3 separate regions of the Mus musculus genome follow, and regions 2 and 3 are each linked to region 1. Evidence: chromatin contacts called from public ChIA-PET and HiChIP or PLAC-seq data. All regions are on one chromosome and are shown on one strand. The core of a region is the stretch at or near the end of the contact, and the rest is flanking DNA. Distances in the headings are between cores, read along the strand shown.

Region 1 (4,014 bases), core at 859-3,358:
ATATAAAAGGCAGTCCTGGAACTGGGGTCACTTGCGTCGGAGCAAGAGCAAGCACCCTCAGGAAGCCCTGAGCTGTGAGGTAAGACGCCCTGGCCTATCTGACAGATCTTTCCCATGTGGCAGAACAGGATGGTGAGCAGCACCAGCGCAGAGTCCAGCCTCCTCGGGTCCCTTGCTTGACAGGACGCTCACTTTGGCTTAGGATGAACAGCTCAACACAAGCCTTTAAAAATAAACCGAACAGAAGCAAACAAGCCCTCCCCTGTCACACCTCAGGTCCCCCGCTCCCTCCACTCCTGACACTATTAACCCCCTTAATTACATTAGAAGGAATCTGCAGTGAGATCTTACACATAATTAGGGTTGACTGCTGTGTGTTTTCCATTTTCTATCTGCAGCCGAGAATACAGGATGGGAACCAGGCCAACTGTGGAATTCGGCAGAGGCTCTTCCCGGTCCCAGGTTTAGCATACAGACTTGGGTGTCTAAAATCTTGACATTTCTATCTGTGTATTCCGGCTTGTTAACAAAGGGACTTGGCAGACAGAGGGGCAACTTGTTAGATCTGTTTGTCTCCATCTACGCAGCCTTTAGGTACATCTGCCCAAACACCTGTGTGGATGAACCAATTAAATCCAAAGCAGGAGTGAGACCATGCAGGAGGCACTGGCATCGGAGCGCCTTGGGCAACTCTTCTGGCTCCATTTGTCTCTGTTGTTAACAGGTGAAAAGCGGTGACTGGCCAAGGGCTGGATTGTCTACGGAGGCTTCTGAAACTCTAGAGGGACAGCCTGTCTACCAGGACAGCAAAGATGAGTTGCATGTCCCCTTTGCCAGAACTGTAAGGCCAGTGCTGCCATCACCAGCAGGGTGGCCACCGGAGAGTCACTCCGTTACTGTTTTCCTTCGTTTGGACAATAGGAGCGAGACCTGGGGGGGCCCAGAGGACTTAGTGGAGGGCACATGTTAATACGGACAAACCCCTTACAACGCTGTGCCGTCAGCATTCACGTAAAGGCAGGTATGTAAAGTGCCAAGACCCGGGGGCAGCAACCACCAGAAGCCGCAACCATCCTGAACTGGTACACACTTTAATCTAGAGACCAAAACTCAAACATTCAAAGCGTTTGAAGACATTCTCCGCTGTTACAAAACCATGACTTCCTGTTTTACATACAAGATTTTGAAAAACCAGGGAAGTCCTGTTTTGTTTTGTTTTGTTTTGTTTTTCCCTTTTCTTTTTTTGCTTTCTTATCCCCACCAAGTCTCAGGCCCTTGGCTGAGATGGGGGCAGGTACCATAGTTCTCAAGCCCCGTAATTAAACAGGAAGCCACCAATGGTCAACACCACTCCATTGAGATTCACTGGAGCTTCACCAATACAAATTACTTCCCACCAGTCCTTTCAAGCAATTATCACTTTTAAAGGCTGGAGGGGGAGGGGTGTGAAAGGGAAAGTAATGAGGATTCCCAAGGACAAGGTTCTCCCTTTCCAAAACTTCTCCTCAGCTTGCTGGCAGCTCCTACTGAGGCGGAGAAGAAGAGAAGGATGTAGCTCTAACCAGTTGTCCAGGTAGAAAATTAACAACTGCCAAACAATACTTTGTGTTGTGTGTGTGTGTGTGCCTGTGTATGTGTGCATGTGTGAGTGTGTAAATGTGTGTGCATGTGGATCTGAGTATATGTGTGAGTGTGAGTATGTGTTATGTATGAGTGAATGTGTTTGTGTGTGTATGTCTGTTGTTGATCCTAGGTAGTACAGAGATGGAAACTGCTCAGCATCGAAGTCCTTACCTCTGAGCACTTTCACTTTCTAAAAGTAATGCCTCAAGTGAGTTTATTCTGATTCCTCTGAAGCTGAAGTCTCCTTTAAGTACCATATATACTCCAGGCACTCACAGTCTCCACAATGGAACAGCGTTGGTTTGCCGCCTATGGTACAACTGCCTGTCTGTTCCTAAAAGACTGCTAAAAAGGATAATTGTCTTCGAGATGGAACTTGTGTCGAAAGGAACGACACAAATGCCATTTCCTCAACCTCCTGATTCAGTGCTCAGCCTTTGGCAACTGTCACCGGCGGCACCCCCTGCAGGGGCCTTGCTGCAGACCTTGTGTGACTGGCTTCCTCTGGAACCCTTGCCTACCAGCTTAAACTCTGCTTCTTCAGCTGTAAAAGGAGACGATTGTGTGTCGGTTACTGCAGGAAGTACTAGAGACAATAAACTCGTAAGCCAGGTTTAGTGGTTCACGCCATTAATCCTAGCACTTGGGAGCAGAGACAGGTGGGATTCTGTGAGTTCAAGGCCAGCCTGGTCATCATAGTGAGTTTCAGGTCAGTTGGTGCTATTGAGTGAGGCTGTTTCTAAATAAGCAAGCGCATAAATAAAGCAATAAATGCAAAAAACAGAATACTTATAACATTCACAACCCTTAGTCGCTGCTCGGTAACGACACGGCTATCTGCACCGGTGAGTTTTTACTGTCAACTCGACACAAACTATAGTCACCCGGGAAGATGGGATCTCAATCAAGGTTCTCAATCAAGAAATTGCTTCCATCAGATTGGCTGTGGGCGTGTCTCTGTCTCCTGGAGCATTTTCTTGATTAGTGATTGAAGTGGGAAGGCCCAGTCCATTGTGGGTGGTGCCATCCCCTTTGCAAGTGGTAGTCCTGTGTTGCATAAGAAAGCCAACTGAGCAAACCATGGAGAGCAAGCCAGCAGTGTTCCCTCATGGTTTCTGTTTTTGTTTCTTCCTTGAGCTCCCAGCTCCCTTCAATAATGGACCCTATCTGGTAAAAATATAATATAAACCCTTTCCTCCCTGAGCTGGATTTAGTCAATGTTTTATCCCAGCCACAGGAACAAGTCAGGACAATCCTTTGTATTACTGACCACTTGGATGGGTGCTACCATCAGAGCATCTTTGAGATTTGTCCAGACTCTGGGTAGCAATTTGCTTTATGTTGTTTCAATGAATTTGAAAGGCGATCAGCTTCATGAGAAAGATAGTACTTCTTCATGGAGAAAGATGGCCCTAACAACCAGGTCAAATTAGGACCAGCAGCCTTCCTGAGGTACTTTAGAATCTAAGAGATAATCAACTCCCCTCCCACACCCCCAAAGGGACCAGCAGAACTTGAGAACCAGAAGTGACAGTGACCTGAGCCAAGCCCTATAAAAGTCAACGAGGAACCTTCTGAGATGTGTCAGGTCAATGAGATATCAATGAGATATCCACCTCTGCCTTCAGTTCCCCCATTTTCCTCCTGAATGTGTCTAAAGCTGTGTAATTCCTAACGGTTTACACACATTTATCTTGCTTCCCACAGGCTGGTATTTGAGAACAACAATTGCTGCTTGCTGAGTATTTCAGAGACTCGGCCATAGACGACTCAGGTGGCTTAGTCACAGAGCATCAAGCAGGCCAGCTGCAGTCTTGGGGGACAGGGGATGGAGGGGAAAGCAAGAGGTGGCTGGTTCACCCCTTCCTCTGTTCCCAGAGACTCAGCCCCAACTGTTCTCTGTTCTTGACTAACAGCTGGGAGAAGGGAGAAAGGATGCAGGGAGGACCATGGGGCAAGCAAGCAAGATGCAGCTGGCATTCAAGAAAGATACTGCCGGACAAGAAAAGTATAAAGTGGGCTTAGGCCTGGTGCCTCACCGAGTTTTCAAATCACATTAATCTGTGCTCTGGTGTTTTGATAGAGACAGATGGGACCCATGTGGCGATGGCAAGAGGTGTGGCTACTGGGGAGGAAAGCCACACGGGCCCCAGCGTGACAAGCCTGTACACAAAGAAAATGGATTGGCGAGGGAGTGAGGGGCAAAGCCAGGGCGCCCATCCTGCCACAACCACACAGCCTGCAGGCAGGCTCACCCCAAACATCCTGTTTTGCCACACAATGCAGGCACCCCAAACCCAAGACTGCTTCCAGGGCTGACAAAATACCAAACATCCTCTAGTACGCTCTTGAGAACTTTCTGGTACTTTTTCAAAGGGTCAAACAAGGTGA
Region 2 (3,829 bases), core at 483-2,982, 260 kb after region 1:
CACACCTATGTAAACATGCTTCATACACAACAATATTAGACCACACACACAATCCATATATGCTTTATGCATACAATGGCTCACACTCTTAGTCACATATGAACACATGATACATATGTGAATTGTGCCTTTACGGTATTCCTCTCACATTTCACATCCTTGCACTATACATGTTCACACAACACATACATGTGTGTATACATATACATATAGTACAACACATGGACATATATTCTCTCATCTTTCCATACAAGGCTTATGTAGCACAAACATATATACTTTATGCAAATCATAGCACCTGCCTACCACAATACCACAATGTGTGACCTGATACTGTCCCATCACACATATGTGCATGCCATGTCCTTTCACACAGTACAGACAGACTATTACGTAAGTGTTTAAAGAGACACACACATCACACGGACCCCTTTGATACATAGCCGTTGACTCCACACACTCACACAGACTTTTAAAAAGTTCACTCACGTCTAAACTGCAGCTCTAACCCAGGAGTCCCCAGTCATTCTGCAAAGACACAGACAGCCCCTCCAGGGGCTTTTTTATTTTCTTTCTTCCTGGCATCACTGTATCCTCGTTGCTAGATAAATTAATTACAGAGTTGGAGGAACAGAAATCCAACTCCCACCCACCATGGCCCTGAAGTATCAACACTGTGGATCTATTTATGAACTTTCGAATCTGGAGCACGGTGCGCAGTGTCACTGTGCAGCCTGCGCGCTCTGGCAGCAAGCCGGAACAGTCTCTTTCATGTGGTGAGAAGTTTTGCCTCTCTGCTCAGCCCTTCTCCCCGGCGTTCACCTGGAATGTGTCACTGTGCAGAGAACAGACTTGTATGATGCCTGAACTTGGCCCACACCCAGCCTTGGGGCTTCTGATGGAACTCTGAGCAGGAGGGAAGCGGGCTTTGTTTAGGAGGAATCTGCCCAAGGTTTCACCTCTCCTGGTTCCGATGCGGGGGAGGGGAGAATTTACCCGCCCGGGAACCCATTTCTTTCTTGTTCTGATTTTGCGCTGGCATGGGATGGTGACGGTTCTTCTGATGCTAGATTGATTCCATATGGGGGTCTTTCCAGTTTGAGGGGCGTCTTCCTCCATCCAGGCTGAAGCTAGAGGAAGAGCATACTCATTGGAAGGCCACCGTAAACCATGCGCACCTGTGCTCCAGTGGACTCGGTTATCTCCTCAGTACTCAAGAAGGGCCTGAGACAGATGTATTGTCATGGCGGCCATCACCAATTAGCTGCCTCAAGACCCAGGAGACAAGGGCCTTTGTGGGCAAGGCCCACTGGGGCCAGGTTGAGGCTGATAGTCTGCCTATCCACCATACTGCTTCCTGGTGCCTCTCTTCAGTGCTCTGGGTCAAGACTGTCCCAAAAGACTGTCTGGATGTCCCCAAGTGGTCTCACAGGAGAATCAAAGAGACTGCAGAGGGCAAGTTCTACTTTTTTTTTCCTGTAGCTCTGCCGGGAACATGCAGCCAAACAGAGGCCGGTGTGGAACAAAGGTTTCAAGAAAACACAGTGACTGACTTGACATACTACAGGCACAGTTTGGCCCCAGCACTTCAAAGGCCTTCAGTTTTTAGTAGGAGCCAAGTCCTGATACCAGGGGAATCTAGATAACGCATAAGCTTCAAGACTTGATAGTAGTGTGAAGTGGGTGGCAGCAGATAGCTTTGGGCTGTTAAAGGAAGGAGAGAGGCAGTGCAGTGTGGGTAAGTGGCAGTGTTTTGAGCCGAGTGTGATGAAGGCTCGTGATTAGGCGCATGAAGCATCGCAGACTGTGTCCACGAAGCGTCGCGAACTGTGGTCCACGAAGCGTCTCAGACTGCTGTCTGTCTGGGCAGTCTGGGTGAAATTCAGGTCTGGAGTAGTGTGGAACCTTTGGTTAGTGGCTTTCACTTCCCAGGGACTGGGTTCCTTCCCTCAGCTAGCCATTTTTGTTTCATTTCAACTCATGTTTCCTCTCTGCGGCCTCTGTCAGCATTAATATAACGTTTCAGCCTAATTGCGAGCTACTTGAGATGCGTCCACCCCGAGCGCGGGGAGTCGGGAGGCCCACGAAGAGGAAGCAGCCGATCAGTGCGGTGCAGCCAGATGGCTATTAGCTGTCTAGTGAGGAAGCTGGGCCAGGGACCCGGAGGAGAAAGGCCGGCATTGTGGCCTGCTCTGCGGTCTCACTTCTGAATAACTTCCCAAGAACTGAAGGGCGGGTAGGGTTCTCTTGCTTCCTGAGGGCGTGGATGCGCGATGCATCCCTTGATTTCAAGGAAAGGCTCAGGAAATACGTGGTCCGAGGAGAAAGGAGCCTCAATGGGTTTTTTGTTGTTATTTTGCAAGGGATCTTGAAGTGAATGACCACACGCTGCCCACTGGGTGAATAGCAGCATTTATTTCTCAGGGCAGGGAGACCCAAGTGGAGCTGCTGGGAGACCCTGCCCTTCCTGGGTCTCTGGCTACCTACAGCTCTGTGGCGACTTTGTCCTGATAGAGTCTCAGGTGGTGTGAGCCAAAGGGGGGTAGCAGACAGCAGGAGTGTCTCCCTCTGATCTTTCTCTAAGATTGTCTCTTTCTGGCCTTGGGCCATTTTCTTGGCTACTTCACCTCAGTTTCTCTATCTATAAAATGGGATAATGGTGTTTACTTACTTACCTCATGAGTATTATAGGAATTAATTACTGTTTGTAAGGTACTTTGAAGATGAAAAGAACGAGGTGGCATCACCATCATATTATGAAATATCTCCCACTGCTACCAGCCAGGTTCTGCCGGAGCCAAGCAAACATTTCCACCTCAACTCCAGAGAAGCTCCTCATATAGGACCCTCCCAGTGGATTCTCACAGAACACCCTCACAGGATATACACAAGAGACCCTCCCAGTGGATTCTCACAGAACACCCTCACAGGATATACACAGGAGACACTCCCAGGGGACCCTCACAAGGGATCCACAAAGCAGACCCTCACAGGAGATCTACACAGCAGACCCTGACAGGATATCCTTACACGGAACCCTCACAGGGGCTCACAGTTGATCCACAAAGGGGACCCCCACATACAAGGGACCCTCACAGGAGAGCCAAACAGGGGACCTCCACAGGGGACCCTAACAAGAGATCCACACAGGGAACCCTCATAGGGGACCCTAAAAAGAACTCCACCCAGGAGGGCTTCAGAAGGGATCCCCACAGGAGAAACCCACAGGTGACTCCCACAGGGGGCCCTCAGAAGAAACCCACAAAGTCCCCATATTTTCTCATTCCACCTACCCTACGCAAAAGCAGTTCTTATGGAGCATCTGGGGGTGGTGTGTGTGTGTGTGTGTGTGTGTGTGTGAGAGAGAGAGAGAGAGAGAGAGAGAGAGAGAGAGACAGAGACAGAGACAGAGACAGAGACAGAGAGACAGAAGCACATCCCTACAAAGAGTCCTTGAGCGGTAATGTTAGTAAGGAGAGTTGGCCATATGAAGCAGCGACCCCATATGCACAAGAGTCTTTCACAAATGTGATTTAGCAGGACAGGGTCAACTGTTACCACTTTAGCCATGTGCTTCTGATGTACGACGTGGACTGTATTGATGTCTTTGTTTTAAGTTTTAATTTTCATGTGGTACTGGAGACTGAACCCATCCCTTTGGGCATTGCTACCACAAAACTTTAAGCCCCTTATTTATTTATTTATCTATCTATCTATTTATTTATTTATTTATTTTTCATTTTTTAAAGAGAAGAACTCACTAAATTAACCAGACATAACCTTAAATTTCTTCATGAAAATGCTCTGTTCTTGCTGCGGGATGTTCTTG
Region 3 (3,853 bases), core at 1,092-3,591, 350 kb after region 1:
TCGGAAAGCAGGAGGATGGCAGCAAGTGGGGAGCCAGCTTGGTTTACAGAGAGAGGAGCAAAGCCAGCCAGGGTGTTTAATGAGATGCTGTGTCAAAAAGGAAGAAAGGAAGACAGGAAGTAGAGAGAGAGAGAGAAGAAAATGACAGATGAAAGAAAAAAAAAGCCACTTGAAATAAGTGCTATGCCTCCAGTCCTGTGTCTTGTGCTGTGCCCTGTGTCATTCTGAAGCGCAAGTTGTCTCACCTGCAGTATAAATCTCCAGGCTCTTAGCCTGGGCCCACCAGTTGCTTTGCAACCTTCTTCTGATTCCCCGGAACCTTTCCCTAGACTCCCAAAGTTCCCACTTCATCATTTATACATTTATTCATAGTATGCTCCTTGTCAAAGCAGCTGTTTCCTGACCCATCTTCAGACCTGGAAACCTTTTTTTTTAATCAATCTTCAGTGCCCAATGAAAATATCATTTCTATTGATGGAAATCAAAGCTGTTTCTACTTCTTAGCTATTGTAAATAATATAACAAAAAAAATACAAATGTACAAGTATCTCTACAGATACCCAGGAGTCATATGGACATTCTGTTGTTGGTTTTTTGAGAAACCTCCATACGGATTTCCATAGTGGCAGAATGGATAAAGAAAAGCACACATATACACAGTAGAATTTTATTCTGTTGTAAAGAAAAATGAAGTCATGACATGTTCAGGAAAATGGATGAAACTTGACATCATTATGTTAAGTGAAATAAGCCAGACTCAAAAAGACAAATGCTTCATGTTTTCTCTCATATGTAAGATCTGTGTGTGTGTGTGTGTGTGTGTGTGTGTGTGTCTGTGTGTCTGTGTGTCTGTGCATGCGTTGGAACTACAAAGAGAATCATGAGAGAGGAAGAAGGAATCTTAAGAAAGGGGAGAAGGGGAGGCGAGAGAAAGAGCCTCATGGAACACACATGACAATAGTAGAATGGGGGCTACTGAGGGGGACAAGGGGACCATCAAGAGGGGTTCAAGGAGACAAGGAGGGCAGTGGAAAGAAAGGGAATAAGAACAAAGCATTTATAAACATTTCATAAAGAAACCTTATTTGTTTGCTAACTTAAAACATAATAAAAATGTATTTCTATATAAGTGAGACAGTTTTATATTTCTGGTGTCAGGGTGCAGTCTTACAAACTGTCAATTTTAAATAGAGTTAATTTCTGCACTGGGGATGGGGGCACACATCTTTAATTCCAGTACTTGGGAGGCAGATTTTTGAGTTCACAGCCAGCCTGGTCTACAGAATGAATTCTAGGACAGCTATAACTACATAGATAAACCATGTTTCAAAAAGCAAACAAACAAATTTCTGAACAGCTCAAAAACTTCAGGCATCACTGCCCTGGGGCAATTTGTTTTCTTCTCCAGCGCGTCTTTTTCTTGTTGTTATCCAAGTATCTCTTGTTATCCACATTATCCCCAGCACACGCACCAAGCCTTTCTCCCGTCGTCCCCATAACATCAGCAGACTGACTTCCCAGTCCCAGCGGCAGCTGCTGTTGCTGCTCTTACAGCCAACGTCTGAGGCTGTGGTAATCACGAGTGAGTTTTGATTGTCATATAATCTTTATTTGGAGCAAAAACCAATGACGACTCTGGCTGAAATAGCAAAATTCAACAAAGCAGGTGGATTAAACCAGGTATCATGTGGATGCTTCCTCCTACAGTTAGGGATTGGTGTCTCTGGTCAGAACACTCTTACTCTGAAGGTTGGTGGTTGTGGTACTAGATCCTCATAGAGCAGAGATAGGCCATAACTGCCAGTCCTTATAGGAGGCAGTAAGCCAACCGTGAGGGCTATACTCTTTTGATGGCTGCCTCCCAGAAAGCCCCCTCCCCTGGAATGCACTGGGAGTAGGGCTTCAAACTAAAACCCTCAGGTGTGATGTGAAAGTCTCATGTGTTCTGTCTGGGATGGCATTTCGCGTTCTCATCTCCTACCCTGAGCCATGATTCATTTTCTGCAAGCCCCTTCCCTCTCATGCCCACATGTCGTCCTCCAAGTCAAGGTCCATGGCAAGATTCAGTGCTGACTCCTCCTTCACGCCTCACTGCTGCCATGGCAACATGATCTCCCCTAACTCCACACCATTCAGAAAGATGCCGCAGCTCCAGGGCAGATGTCCTCTTCAAACCTGACCAGAGCAAGCACAGAGGGCTCTCCCCCAGGAGACTCGGTTACTTTACGGATATTTGTGACTTTGCTGAGCCACATAAAGTTGTTTAAATGCCTATATTCATCCGATGGAACAAAAATAAATGGTGGTTAGATTCATTTTCCATTCCGCTTTTAGCAGCAGGTACTTATCTCCTTCCTCCATCAGGAAGGAAGTATGTGGGTGTCCCATGATTTCATGGGCTGTTGAGCAGTCTGAAATGGCCAGAGTTTGAAAGAACTCACTCTCATGGACCTGAGAATGTCTTCAGGCGGCCTCCAGAACGTCTCACTTTGGGTGACTAGTGGCCACTTCTACAAAGTCTCTCCACTCGGTGTTCCTGCCTTCAAGCAATCAGCGTACCGAAGTCAGCGGCACCTGTTTGACCTGGGCCTTCATAATTCTGGGCACTTGTGCTATGCAAACTATGAAGGGCTGCTGTCAGCTGCACAGATCCCACCTGTCTGTCTTCGAACAAGGTCACCCATGTGTACTGCAAGGGCCACTTTTCCCCTGTATGCAGTGAGGCAAGACAAAAAAAAAATTACCCAAAAGGAACCACAGACTCGGGCTCAGCTTAGATGACTCTTCTAAGAGGGATGGGGGGAGGGGAGCCTTACTACTTCGTGTTCCCTCGCTTGTTAATTGAAAAACTTGGCTTAGATCTGCAACCCCAGTACTGAGGGCACATGCAGAGGATGAAGGCTCAGGCGCAGGCCTGGGAGTCCTGTCTGAGGTAAAGCATGGAAACAGTATATCTACAGAGACCAGAAGCCATTTTTAAAATTTATTTTATGTATGTGAGTACACTGTAGCTGTCTTCAGACACACCAGAAGAGGGCATCAGATCCCATTACAGATGGTTGTGAGCCACCATTTGGTTGCTGGGAATTGAACTCAGGACCTCTGGAAAAGAGGTCAGTGCTCTTAACCGCTGAGCCATCTCTCCAGCTCTGTCACTGGAAGCATTTGAGACAGAAAGTCAGATGCTGGAGTTCTTAGTCAGATGCACATGATGGAAGCACACACATGAGCTCTCTGAGTTATCTCCATGCCTTTGATGGCAATTTAGAAAACAACACACCAATCAATCTGAGACTTCAGACAAGGGTCTCCCAGTCCAGGGGTCACAAAATGTTTCACCCAGGACTTTAGTAAGGTTCTGGTAGCCTAGCCACAACTAACCTTAGGTTTGGTATTTTGCATTTTCTGGATATGAAGGGATTGTTAGCCTCGGAGTAGCTGTGGCTATCTGCACAATTTCAAAGTAACCAGTCATCACTCCAGCATAAGGCGAGAAGGAGCTCACAGTCCCTACCCCTAGCATTGACGAGCTATTGATAGTTGATGGTTACTAGGGAAAAGAGAGTCATATTTCATTAAGGGTGCATCCCTTGGTAGGTCAGCCATTCTTGGGTGGGTAGCACTGCACCCTAGAGTACAAGGGTGAACTCCTACACAAACTGAATTCTTTGGGTGGTGTTGCTTTGTTTTGTTTTTTTAAGAAAATAAAAGAACAGTCAGGCACACACCTTTAATCTCAGCACTTGGGAGGCAGAGGCAAGTGAGTATTTGTGAGTTCGAGGCCAGCCTGGTCTACATGGTGAGTTCTAGAATAGCTAGAAAAAAGATACACTTTCTCTGAAGTAGAAGAAGG

Evidence for each region. ChIA-PET counts read pairs in DNA pulled down with a chosen protein or histone mark. HiChIP or PLAC-seq counts read pairs in DNA pulled down with a chosen protein or histone mark.
Region 2: an RNA polymerase II ChIA-PET map of memory CD8 T cells shows a contact between it and region 1, with 94 read pairs. The contact joins two enhancer-like sites. A contact is called at or near these places in 2 of 15 datasets of contacts at CTCF or cohesin (the NIH/3T3 cell line and large pre-B cells), 2 of 484 Hi-C or Micro-C datasets (double positive thymocytes and nephron progenitors) and 9 of 115 datasets of contacts at active chromatin or transcription factors (the 230-238 cell line, double positive thymocytes, effector CD8 T cells and 6 more).
Region 3: an H3K27ac HiChIP or PLAC-seq map of regulatory T cells shows a contact between it and region 1, with 6 times the contacts expected there. The contact joins two enhancer-like sites. A contact is called at or near these places in 2 of 484 Hi-C or Micro-C datasets (the N1E-115 cell line and bone marrow-derived macrophages), 9 of 115 datasets of contacts at active chromatin or transcription factors (craniofacial prominence, effector CD8 T cells, embryonic basal ganglia and 6 more) and 1 of 9 other capture datasets (embryonic stem cells).

The regions. Positions count from the first base shown.
Region 1 is chr3:131,157,480-131,161,493 of GRCm38.p6, reverse strand. All of the region lies in intron 3 of Lef1 (lymphoid enhancer binding factor 1), which reads right to left. Among named protein-coding and RNA genes, the nearest start is that of Lef1, 49 kb to the right of the region's middle. Within about 2 kb of position 2,108, at least 22 of the 459 cell types and tissues checked have an H3K27ac peak or open chromatin away from gene starts, as enhancers often do. A contact at or near this core is called in double positive thymocytes, memory CD8 T cells and regulatory T cells, where this site is marked.
Region 2 is chr3:130,898,509-130,902,337 of GRCm38.p6, reverse strand. No RefSeq gene overlaps it. Among named protein-coding and RNA genes, the nearest start is that of Gm36520, 49 kb to the right of the region's middle. Within about 2 kb of position 1,732, at least 96 of the 459 cell types and tissues checked have an H3K27ac peak or open chromatin away from gene starts, as enhancers often do. A contact at or near this core is called in double positive thymocytes, memory CD8 T cells and regulatory T cells, where this site is marked.
Region 3 is chr3:130,808,734-130,812,586 of GRCm38.p6, reverse strand. No RefSeq gene overlaps it. Among named protein-coding and RNA genes, the nearest start is that of Gm36443, 6.7 kb to the right of the region's middle. Within about 2 kb of position 2,341, at least 44 of the 459 cell types and tissues checked have an H3K27ac peak or open chromatin away from gene starts, as enhancers often do. A contact at or near this core is called in memory CD8 T cells and regulatory T cells, where this site is marked.